Regions from separate parts of the Mus musculus genome. Here region 1 is linked to region 2. Evidence: chromatin contacts called from public HiChIP or PLAC-seq data. All regions are on one chromosome and are shown on one strand. Each heading gives the region's core, a stretch centred on a gene start, on an enhancer-like site or on the middle of the called end of the contact. The rest is flanking DNA. Distances are from core to core; before and after follow the strand shown. Region 1 overlaps Crtc3 (CREB regulated transcription coactivator 3). Region 2 holds the start of Sema4b (sema domain, immunoglobulin domain (Ig), transmembrane domain (TM) and short cytoplasmic domain, (semaphorin) 4B).

Evidence for each region. HiChIP or PLAC-seq counts read pairs in DNA pulled down with a chosen protein or histone mark.
Region 1: a FOXA1 HiChIP or PLAC-seq map of pancreatic cancer cells shows a contact between it and region 2. The contact joins the enhancer-like site here to the promoter of Sema4b in region 2. A contact is called at or near these places in 1 of 39 promoter capture datasets (liver), 1 of 484 Hi-C or Micro-C datasets (the HPC-7 cell line) and 2 of 115 datasets of contacts at active chromatin or transcription factors (pancreatic cancer cells and regulatory T cells).

The regions. Positions count from the first base shown.
Region 1 is chr7:80,626,127-80,631,545 of GRCm38.p6, reverse strand. It overlaps Crtc3 (CREB regulated transcription coactivator 3), which reads left to right. Exons shown (of 15, transcript NM_173863.2): 3 at 1,807-1,926. Among named protein-coding and RNA genes, the nearest start is that of Gm15880, 7.2 kb to the left of the region's middle. Within about 2 kb of position 2,710, at least 231 of the 459 cell types and tissues checked have an H3K27ac peak or open chromatin away from gene starts, as enhancers often do. A contact at or near this core is called in the HPC-7 cell line, liver, pancreatic cancer cells and 1 more, where this site is marked.
Region 2 is chr7:80,195,047-80,200,626 of GRCm38.p6, reverse strand. Sema4b (sema domain, immunoglobulin domain (Ig), transmembrane domain (TM) and short cytoplasmic domain, (semaphorin) 4B) reads right to left here and starts at 2,039. Exons shown (of 14, transcript NM_001360135.2): 1 at 1,857-2,039. The coding sequence starts at 1,974.

The DNA of each region.
Region 1 (5,419 bases), core at 1,461-3,960, 430 kb before region 2:
AGGTCAATGGCTTCAGGGCAGCCAGGGAAGCTCTCCTGTGTCTTCCTGCAGTCCAGGCAGAAGGAACATCCATCCCAGCTTGGGACTTAGCATTCTCACAGCAGAAAGAAAAGAGTGTGAGAGTTTGTTTGCATCACACATACATCTGTTTGCTCCTAAGTCATTGACCACGGCCACAGCAAGCCGTGTGGTCCACTTACCTCTCTCCAATCCTTCACCCAGACGGTCACTGAAGGCTACAGCTAGCTCTCAGAGAGGTGGTACAGCATGCGCAGCAGGCGGGGCCTCGCAGAGCCTCACAGAGGTCTGGTCTGTTGAGGGGGATGTAGGATGCATATGGTGACCTCTCATGTGCTTCCCAGCATGCCAGATAATATGCACACCTAAACTCGCCTCTAATGCCCACACTCAGATGGGACAGAGCAGTCCACACATAAGGGATCTCATGCTATTGTACTTTGTCTTATTTTTATTACATTTATTTACTTACTCATATTATACCCGTGGAGTTCAGAGAACAATTTATGGGAGTCACTTTTCTCTCTCCACCATGTGGGTTCTGGGGATTAAACTGAAGCATGGGTGGCAAACTAAAACCACTGAGCCATCTTGCTGGTCCTTTATTTCATGTCCTTAACAAGCCTGAGTGGAAGTTATCATCCCCATCTTATACACCAGGAGGACAGAGGAGCTTGTTAGCAAGTGGAAGATGTTGAGGGATTTCATACATTTTTGAACTACAATATAGATTGCTGGTTTTTTGAATACTAGAGATGAAGTACTGTGTGATTTCTGAACTAATAAATAGGTTTTATAACATATTTATGAAATAATGTCACGCATAAAAGCTATATATCAGAAATGTTCACTCTGAGGTGCAACAATATAAAAGTTAATATAAAGTTATATACAGTTATATAATGTAAAGGTTATATACAGTTATATAATGTAAAGGTTATATACAGGTAGGCTTGTTAATATAAAGTTACATACAGTTATATACAGTTATATACAGTTATATAATGTAAAGGTTATATACAGTTATATAATGTAAAGGTTATATACAGGTAGGCTTGAAGAGCAAAAGGAGCATTAAGTACTGTAGGGCAACAGGGTTTGATTTCTTTTTGATATTTATTTTTGGTTTTGTTTATTTGTTTGTTTCACCCTGTGGCCTAGGTTGGCTTTGAAATTGTGATTATTCTGCCTCTACCCTTCAAATTCTGGGATTACTGGTGTGTGGCACCCAGCTCGATATTGCAGTTTTAAACGTGTGTGTGCGTGTGTGTGTGTGTGTCTGTGTGTGTGTGTGTGTGTGTGTGTGTGTCTGTGTATGGGGGCGAGTGCGTCTGGCATTTGTGTAGAGATCCGAGAATAACTTCATAGAGTTGGTTCTTTCCTTCCTTCTGTTTGTGGGATCAGGGGTTGAACTCAGACTCGGGGTTGGTGAGGCAGGCACCTTTACCCACTGACCTATCTTGCTGGCCCAATAAACACATCTTAGAGGAGAATTTTAGAAGAGCAAGAAGAGCTTGAAGTCGTAGTCCCCCGGATTCTCCATTTCCTAATTGTGACAATTTTTGTATAGAATCTGCCTGCTTCCATATTAACACATTAAAGGCTATTTTTGATATATTCTGTAATTATATAGAAACAGAGCCATGTGTGACATTTTATTTACTTTGACGCAAAGCACCAACATGCAATAGTAAAGTTAGAAGCTCCGGCTTTTGTCTGTTACCAGTTGCTCCTGAGGGTGAGTGGCAGTTCATGGTTGAGGCTAACTGTTCTTCTTTCTCTCTGCAGCCATCACTTCATCAAGCCGATAATGTTCGTGGAACCCGCCACCATGGGCTGGTGGAGAGGCCAGCCCGGAACCGCTTCCACCCCCTTCACCGAAGGTCTGGGGACAAGCCAGGGAGACAGATATCCTTTTTCCCTGTCTGAGGAGAGTGTGTTTTGAAATGATTGAGAAATGGCCGGGATTTATCTCCCTGTGGTTCCCCTGTGGCCTCAGAGCTTCATCTGATCTGCAGAGAGGAAGCAATAAAAGTAACAGAGTTTAAAACTGTAAACATCCCTACAGCCAGACTGGGAAGAGCTCGGTCGTTGGTTATGAGAGCGTCGGTAAAGTTCCGTTGACTAGAACAGAACATAAGCATTCAGTTCTGGTGGACAAGGCATCTTTGACGTTTTCTTCAGAAATCAGCAGTATTAAGCTTGACTTTGAATCAACTAGAGAGATGTAGGCTGTCTAGCCAAACCCAGGCAGATCCATGTGTTTGTGTTTTGTTGACCTGATGACCTGCTTTTGGAACTGAAAGAGGAAATCTTACAAGACTGTCTGTCTGTCTAGTCTCAGACTCAGTAAATGACAGGTAAGATGTAAAGTGGGCGTTTAGGAAGCCTCCTAAACAGAGATGTACCAGCGCACTCTGTGTGGCTGAGTAATGAAGAAAGGAGCTGTGAGCCCGACCGGCTGAGCTCAGCACTGTCTGTTGGGAGTCGGACAGGGGCCAGGCTAGGGTGGCTTTCTGAGTGGGGCCAGCACAGTACTGAGGGTTGGGGCAGACAAACCTGAGCCTGCTGGTTAGGACAAGGAGAGGCAGAAGTGAGGAAGCTTCTCTCACTTCACTGAGCTCAGGACAAGCCTGGCGGAGGAAGGAGCAGATGGGCGGGGCGAGTCTCCCTGCAGAGAGCTGATTCCTGGCAGTGATGGCAGAGTTGGCTTCATAAGCTTAGAAACCAGGAAGTGGGGGAGGGCACTCATGTTTACTGAGCACCTACCCATGCCAGACACTGTGCTAGGCAATTTATATGTCATTTAGTCCTCAGAATTCAATGAGTCGTTTGTTTTTTAACCCTCAGTTTTCCCACGAGAAAACTAAGATATCAGAGTAAGTTGCCCAAGAGTCCACTGCTGCGACTCATGTAGCCCAGGCTCGTCCACTCAGTGGCCATGCTAACATATGCAGGAGAATACTCCTGTGAGGAACAGCAGGGATGTAGAGAGGAAGCCCAGCTTTCCTGGCCATCATGGCCTCTAGGTCTCTCTCTGCTGAGAGGTGAGGACAGTGGTTCTGGGGAGTGTTGACTTCTCCCAGCTCTCCCCACTGGACAGATCCAGCCCACAGGGCTGCAGTGACTTCTAGTTCTCTCTGTTACATGGTGTCCGTCAGGGCACATAAGAATGATGTAGGATCGTGGGAATTCCTTCCCACACTTCATGTAGAATGTAGAGGGTAAAGGGAAGCAGTTTATCTAACGAGCACATCTGATGTGGAGTGGCACACCGAGCGATTGTCCAAATGGCTTGGAATCCTCTAGCAAACAACCAGATGTTTCTCTGCCTGATTGAACTGTGCAGGGGCTGGAGTGTGCAGCTCAGTGGTAGGTGCTTGCCTAGCATTCTTGAGGGTTTGGGTTCAAGAAAAAAAATTTCCCTGGTAGCGTGGCTCAGTGGCAGAGCCTTATGGCTTGTGCACAGCCTAGGGTTCATTCTCAGCATGAAGAAGGAAAAGACTGGAAGGAGGGGGAAGGGAAAGAGAGAAAAGGGAAGAAAAGGGGTAGGGGGAGAGAGAGATGGAGAGAGAGAGAGAGAGAGAGAGAGAGAGAGAGAGAGACACGGACGGGAGAGAGAAGGGGATTGAGGCTTAAAGGTTAAGAAAGAAGTAGGGTGTGATGTGTCCACTCACTAAACACACATGGAGACCCTTTCCTGGACCAGGCAATGTCTTAGGCACAGAGCTCAAAGTGATGAAGGGGATATCAACCCTGTATTTTTGAGTTTTACAGTCCTTTGGGAGACGGTGGACAGCTAAGAGGCAAATAGTAATAATTAATTAATTAAGGAAAATAACTTCAGATAGTATCTTAGTTACTTTTCTAGTTCTGTGATAAGACACCATGTCCAAGGAAAATTATAGAAGAAAGAGTTTATTAGGGGCTTAGAGTCCATGACATCATTGTGGGGAGCATGGCAGAAAGCATGCTGGCAGGCATGGCACTGGAGCGATAGCTGGGCACTCACATCCTGAGACACAACCTCAAAGCAGAGACAGCTAACTGGGAATGTCTTCTGAAACCTCAAAGTCCACCCCTACCCAGTGACACCTCCTACAACAAGGCCACGCCTCCTAATCTTTCCTAACTAGTTCTACCAACTAGAGACCAAGTATTCAAACATGAGAGGCTATGAGGGCTGTTCTCATTCAAGTCACCATAGATAGTATATTCAAGAACTTAGCAGTTCCCAGGAAATGTTCTGACATTGGGAATGGAACAGGTAAAGTCCTAGGAAGGACTGTACTGCGTGTTCAGGGAACCTGTCTCATTCTGGGCAATACATCCTAGAGGATGGCCTGGCTCTGAATCAGTTTGTAAGAGCATTAGCAAAGCTTGCCAGCTCCCAGGGAAAGGAAAAACCAAACAGATATGCAGAGAAAGTTGTTGAGCGCAGAGTGTGATCTGATTCACTGATCATGAGCTGTCTCTCTGCGATTGTTTCCTAAGCCCCTAGTTGGGATTCTGGGCCTGGACCTGTGCTGATATACAGAAGTTCGCTAGCCTAGGGGCGTCACTAATGAACTAATAAGTCCTGTGTGAGGAGTCAAAAGGCTGGGCAGCAAGTGACAAGTGACAGGAAGGACAGTTTGACACCTCAGCTGGTGACTTACTCAGAGTTTGCAGGGAGACAGAGGCCTTCTTGGCTTTTCTGGTGTGTATGCTGTTAGCTATGAAACAGCTCACTTTAAACTCCTGCCTTTCATATTTGTCTATGGTACCAGTCTAATTTTTAAGAATTATCTTTTTTTAAGATTTATTTATTTATTATATGTAAGTACACTGTAGCTGTCTTCAGACACTCCAGAGGAGGGCTTCAGATCTCATTACGGAGGGTTGTGAGCCACCATGTGGTTGCTGGGATTTGAACTCAAGACCTTCGGAAGAGCATTCAGTGCTCTTACCTGCTGAGCCATCTCACTAGTCCCAAGAATTATCTTTTATGCATATTGTATTTTGCCTGCATGTTTGTCTGTGCACATATATGTATCTGGTCCCTATAGAAGTTAGAAGATGTGAGATTTCCTGAAACTGTAGTCACAGACAGTTGTGAGCCACCATGTGAAACCAAATTAGGTTCTCTGGAAGACCAGCCAGTGCTCTTAGCCTCTGAGCCATCTCTCCAGCTCACAAGTTTTACCATTTTAAAAGCCAGAAAACTGGTTTGAATCTTTGTTGGTATAAATAGAAGAAAAAAAGATGTATTCAGGATTTTCTTCTTGTGGGTATTGTTTTGGGGTCGGCAGACTTGCTAAGATAAGAGATTGGTCCCAAATAAAATGAGCATTGTCAACAAATACTCCAGCTTCCTGCCAGAGTGGGCAGCCCCGTCCCGCAGGAGATTCCTTCTGCAGTA
Region 2 (5,580 bases), core at 790-3,289:
CAGCTCTCAACATGCGGGCCTCAGCCCATTAGCAAATTTACAACTATGAAGCAGTAACAAAAGTAATTTATGGTTGGGGGTCATCACAACCTGAGGGACTGCATTAAAGGGTTGCAGCCTCGGGAGGGCTGAGAGCTCTAGGGAAACACAGGATGACAGAAGCAGCAAGGGGTATGTATGGCTCAGAGCCTAACACACCTAACACAGGACAGGTTCCATACCTAGCTCATACCTCCACCCTGGGTCAACAAGGTGAGGGGGTCATGGGGAGGTGGCGCATCAGGGAAAGGGATTTTTGACACCAAACCTGAGGACCTGAGCTTAGGTCCTGAGATCCACACGGCTGAGGGAGGATTTCACCAGCTGCCCTCTGACCTCACTGACCTCCACATGTACGTCATGTTTTCGTGTGCCCTTACACCCACACACAAGCTAAGTAAGTGTTTTAAAGTGGCAGAGCATCAGTCCTGGGTTCCGATTTCAGTCATTTCTCACTTCAAGAACAGAACTCCCAAGGAGCAGCAGTGAACTCTAGAACCATCCCCACCCACAGCGAACCACCCAGTTCCATGCAGGAGTGGTCCGAGTTTAACATAACAAGAATGACAGCAAACACCCGCTGAGAGGTTTCTGTACCAAGCCCTATCCTAAGGACTTTGCAACTGGTAATGAGCTGCGCCTTGAGCAAGGCGCTAATATCCCATTTTACAGATGAAGAAATCAAGGCACAGAGAAGTTGTTTACTTAAGGTCATGTGGGAACTAAGTGGCTGAGACAGGATTTGAACTTGAGCTACCAACAATGTTTTGGATAAGGGACTGAGATCCTGTTAGGGGCCTTAACTGAAGAGCTGATTCTATCCTTTTGCAAATGGGATGCTTTTAGGGGTGGGGATGCAAATATGGAGTAGGAAGTCTGGTAGAGTTTTAGTCTGTAACCTCTAATTTATGCACTAACTCACAGTGACAGTTTGCAATTTAGAGGGGTTTGGCCAAACATTGTCTGTTGGCACCTATGTGCCTGATGCCCTCCGAATGCACCAAGTTTTATGAATTTCCCAAGATGACTTTGCAAGGTATCTAAGCCTGAGGCGACTTTGCAGGGGAGGAAGCTGGAGTGCGGGCAGTAGGAAGTACTTACTGGGCTAAGTCCCTAGAATTCCAAACGTTGAGGTTCCCTGGAAAAGGTTCAGGGGCGATCAGACTAAGGGAAGTAAAGAATGAGTGGAGGATTGGAAACACAGGCAGCCAGGGGCAGCTGTAAACCACCAAAAAAGGAATGTGGCCCACCAGGGTGATACCCTCAGGCCCCTCTAGACAGGGTACAGATGGGTCTTCGCAATGTCAGTTTCCAAGTCCCTGTGTTTGGAGTAGGGGGTGAATTCTCCAGGTCGATCAGTCAGAGATGGGCCGGCAGGGAGGAAAGACCTGGCACCCACCCGCCAAACTCCAGGCTCTGCTGTGGCTGACTGAGAATATCATAAGCCCAGAGTTTATAGCACGGCCAGCAGCAGTGCCCTCAGCCCCGTGCCGTTGGTGGCTCCAAGGCTGACTCTGGTCAGCATCAAAGACAAGTAAATGAGTAGGCAGGATGGCTGGCACCTGAGGCCCCTAGTGCCGAGTGTGCTCCCTCCGAGCAAGAGCAGCTGCAACCGAGCAAGAAAGCGGCCCTCTCCAAGTCCAGATAGAAAATGGAAGAAAAGGGCTCTCAGCTCCCTAGCTTTCCCTCCTCTTTCGCTTTGACCACAACTGCTTTCCTGGTCCTAGTGGACCTCAACCTCTCCTTTGTCGTGGCCACCCCACCAAGCATCTCGTTGCCCGCGCTCCCCTCCTTCTGCCGCGCCCCATAGCACTTACCCAGCGGCACACTGATCCGGGGGCCGAGCGCCCGCGTAGTCGTCGTCCGCAGCAGCAGCAGTAGCAGCAGCAGCAGCAGCGCGCGCCGCAGGACAGCGGAGCGGCTCGCCCGGCCCATCGCGGCGCGTGGAGCTCGGACCGCAGCAGGCAGCGGCGTCCTCCTCCGGCTCAGGTTGCTCAAGTGGAATCGCAGGCTGGAGCCCCGCCCCGCGGTTCGGCCCGGAGTCCTTCCCTCGGCCTCCGCCTCTGGACCTGGGGGTGGGCGGCAGGGAAGGTGGTCACGTGGGCCGCCGCACCGTAGGCTCCCTCTGCCCAGTGCTGCGGGTGAAAGCCCCGCGCTCTCGCCGCAGGGAGGAGGGCGCGGAGCAGGAAGTCGACGGGTAGGCGGGCCTCCTAGCTGGTCCTTGCCCAGCTCTTTCCCCTTCCTCCTTCCTGGGCGCTGAAGTACGAGGGGCGCTGGATCGAGTCACCCGACTTGGGGCACTGGGGGGGAGGGGGAGCGGAGCAGAGCCTGGGGACCTGAAGCCCGGAGACCGAGGAGCTCGCAAAGCCGCACGGACCCGCCCTCCTTCCGGCTCCCGGGAACCCTGCCCCACATGCCCCCTACCTACCCCCACCCCCGCTCTGGGAGCTGTGCAGACTCTGAGACGGAGACTGGTAGCTTTCCAGTCTTACTTCCGCGAGAGGTCTATGCATGGTCTAGAATCTAGATACTCTGCTCGGTTGTCCATGCTTAGAATTCTGTCCACGCGAAGCCCGGGGCCGGCGCAGAATCAGTTCAAGTGGGATAATTAGGATTTCACGGACTGCACTGCCAAAGAGGCTAGACCTTCCCCCCCACAACCAGCACGTGGCTGAGCATAGGAAAGGATTCCCTAAGGCTGGAATGAGACGCCAGAGGTATCCACCCGCAGGTACCCCAATCTGAAGTCAATTTGGTGGAGCCACAGCAAAGGAATAGAGGGAAATAAAGAGGGGGAGATCAACAAAGACATCAAGGTTTTGGAAACCCGTTTCAGCTTTTCCTAGGTGAATGGATAAAATTAAAAACTTAAAAATATGTGTTCATTGTTCTTGTGGCAATGAAACCACTTCCCCCAGACTTTTCTGCAGTTGTCGAAGCTACACTGCACTCGCTGCTGCCCATGTGTGCCCATGTGGGCAGTTCCAGAGCCACATCTTTCTACTCTCCTCCCCACCCCCACAGGCAGGTGGCAGTCAGAGCAGACAAGCTCTTGGATGGTCTCAGGTCTTCTTTCTTACATCCAGACTTCCCCATGCTCCACAACTCCTGTACTGTCACCACCCTGACATCCTTCTACAGTCTCGTGTCTTTTCTCATATGCCACATGTCCAATTGCACTGGTTAACCCATCATCTGAAATGTACTGTTTCTGCTCTAACTGCTGCTTCCTTTCCTCCTGTTAATCTCTTCTCAAACACAGTAGACAGAGTCTACTCCACAAGCTGTGACCTCTGACCTGTGTGTTTGTGTGTGTAACATAAAATATATATGCAGGCAAAACACCAATGCACATGAAATAAATAGCACTTTAAATACTGTTTCAAGGTCAGGCCTGTAGCCCAGGCCTTTAATCCCATCAACCTGGGAGTCAGAAGCAGGAAGATCTCTTGAGTTTTACAGAGCCAGTTCCAGGACAGCAAGGCTACACAGAGATATCCTGTCTAAAAAAAAAAATTTTTTTTTACATGTATCTGTCAGTGTGAGGGTTTGAGACTCCCTGGAACTGGAGTTCCTGACTCCAGTTATGAAGATGCTGGGAGGGCTGGTGAGATGGCTCAGTGGGTAAGAGCACCCGACTGCTCTTCTGAAGGTCCTGAGTTCAAATCCCAGCAACCACATGGTGGCTCACAACCATCCATAACGAGATCTGACTCCCTCTTCTGGAGTGTCTGAAGACAGCTACAGTGTACTTACATATAATAAATAAATAAATAAATAAATAAATAAATAAAAGAAGATGCTGGGAATTGAACCCGGGGCCTCCAGAAGAGCAGCCAGCGCTCTTATTGCTGAGCCATCACTCCAGCCTCAGATTCATTTATCTTATCTGTCTGGCTGTCTTTATTTATGATACCAGGTTTCTCCGTGTAGTCTTGACTGTCCTGGAACTCCTGTAGACCAGGCTAGCCTTGAACTCACAAAAATCCTCCTTCCTCTGACCCCCACCCCCACCCCCCAAGTACTGGGACTAAAAGCATGTACCACCACTGCCCGGCTGAAAATAAATTTCTAAAGTCAGCTGGAAATGGTGGTATTTAATTCTAGCACTTGGCAGGTGAAGGGCGGGTAGGATCAGGAATCCAAGGCAGCCTCAGGTACATAACAAGCTTGAGGCCAATCGAGGCTATGTGAAACTCTGTCTCAGACAACAACAAACCGAAAACAGAACTTAAATAAATACATACATAAATAAAATGAAAGTCTAGGTGCAGCTTTCCCCTGCTCAACCTCCCAAGCCTCTGGAATGGTGCCTGTACACATGGCAGGCGTCTTCAATAAGCGTTGGTTGAAGGAATGACTGGGTGACCGAGGATGACAAGGGTCAGACTACTACAGGCTCGTGTTGGCTAACAACCTAAAACAATCTTCTGATGCCAATTTCTGTCTAATGAAAAGTGCCCCAAACCTGAAATTATGCAATAACTTTTTCAACTGAACACAAGACTTCAAAATTATCTCTCTTAAATCTATTGGTTCTGGCCCAGATTTCATCCCACGGAGGTTGTTTTGAATATTGATTCTATTATCATACATTTGGCACCTCCTTTCCTGGTTTTTGAGTCATCGTAAATTTGGCTAAGTATTCCTTAGACCTTTAATCAAGTTACTGATAAAAATAATGGGTGTGCAGATTTAGCCTCCAGATCTTGGTTTCTGCACACCGCTCTTCTATAAAAGCAGAGCGCTCTCCTTAAGTACAAGGTAAAGAGCTCATTTTGTTGGGCCTGAAAGCAAAGCAAAGCCTAATGAGGCCATGCCTGAAGAGACAGTCTGATGGCCGCGTGGAGAGGAGCCAGGCGGATGGCCATTTGGTTATCAAACAGCATAAGTAATGGATTCTAATGCAGCAAATGAAAATACAACCCATTAGTCAATAGTGTGACTCAGAGAGAAAGGGAAAGAGAAGGGAAGGGAAGAGAAGGAAATGTCTTTATGTACAAACCTGCTGCTAAGTGTAGAAATAGAAGGACTAGAAAGAACACTTAGCGAAGACCACAGTTGGACATAAAGACTGGGGAAACAGTGTCTGACGGCCAGTCCCACAGATGATCACTAGCCCAAAGGCCAATGTATGCCTGCCAATGAGATCTGGTGGCTCCCATCCTAACGCAAGTGGTCAGCCATGATAGGAGTAGCATGATGGAATCTTTGCTTGCCTCCCATATGATGCCCTGAGAACTTCACATTATCAGTCCCTGCAGTGTTCCTACCAAAGGGTTTAACCCATGTCTAATAATAAGGACGAAAGCAGATACCGCCAATATGAAGAGCATTCTATGGGATAACTAGCCTGGGTCAGTCTGATCTCAGAAGTAAGTGTGTGTGTGTGTGTGTGTGTGTGTGTGTGTGTGTGTGTGTGTGTGTGTGAGAGAGAGAGAGAGAGACAGACAGACAGACAGAGACAGAGAGAGAGGAGGAGGGAAAGGAACAAGAGGAAGAAGAGGGGAAGGAAAAAGGAGGAGGAGGAGGAGGAGGAAG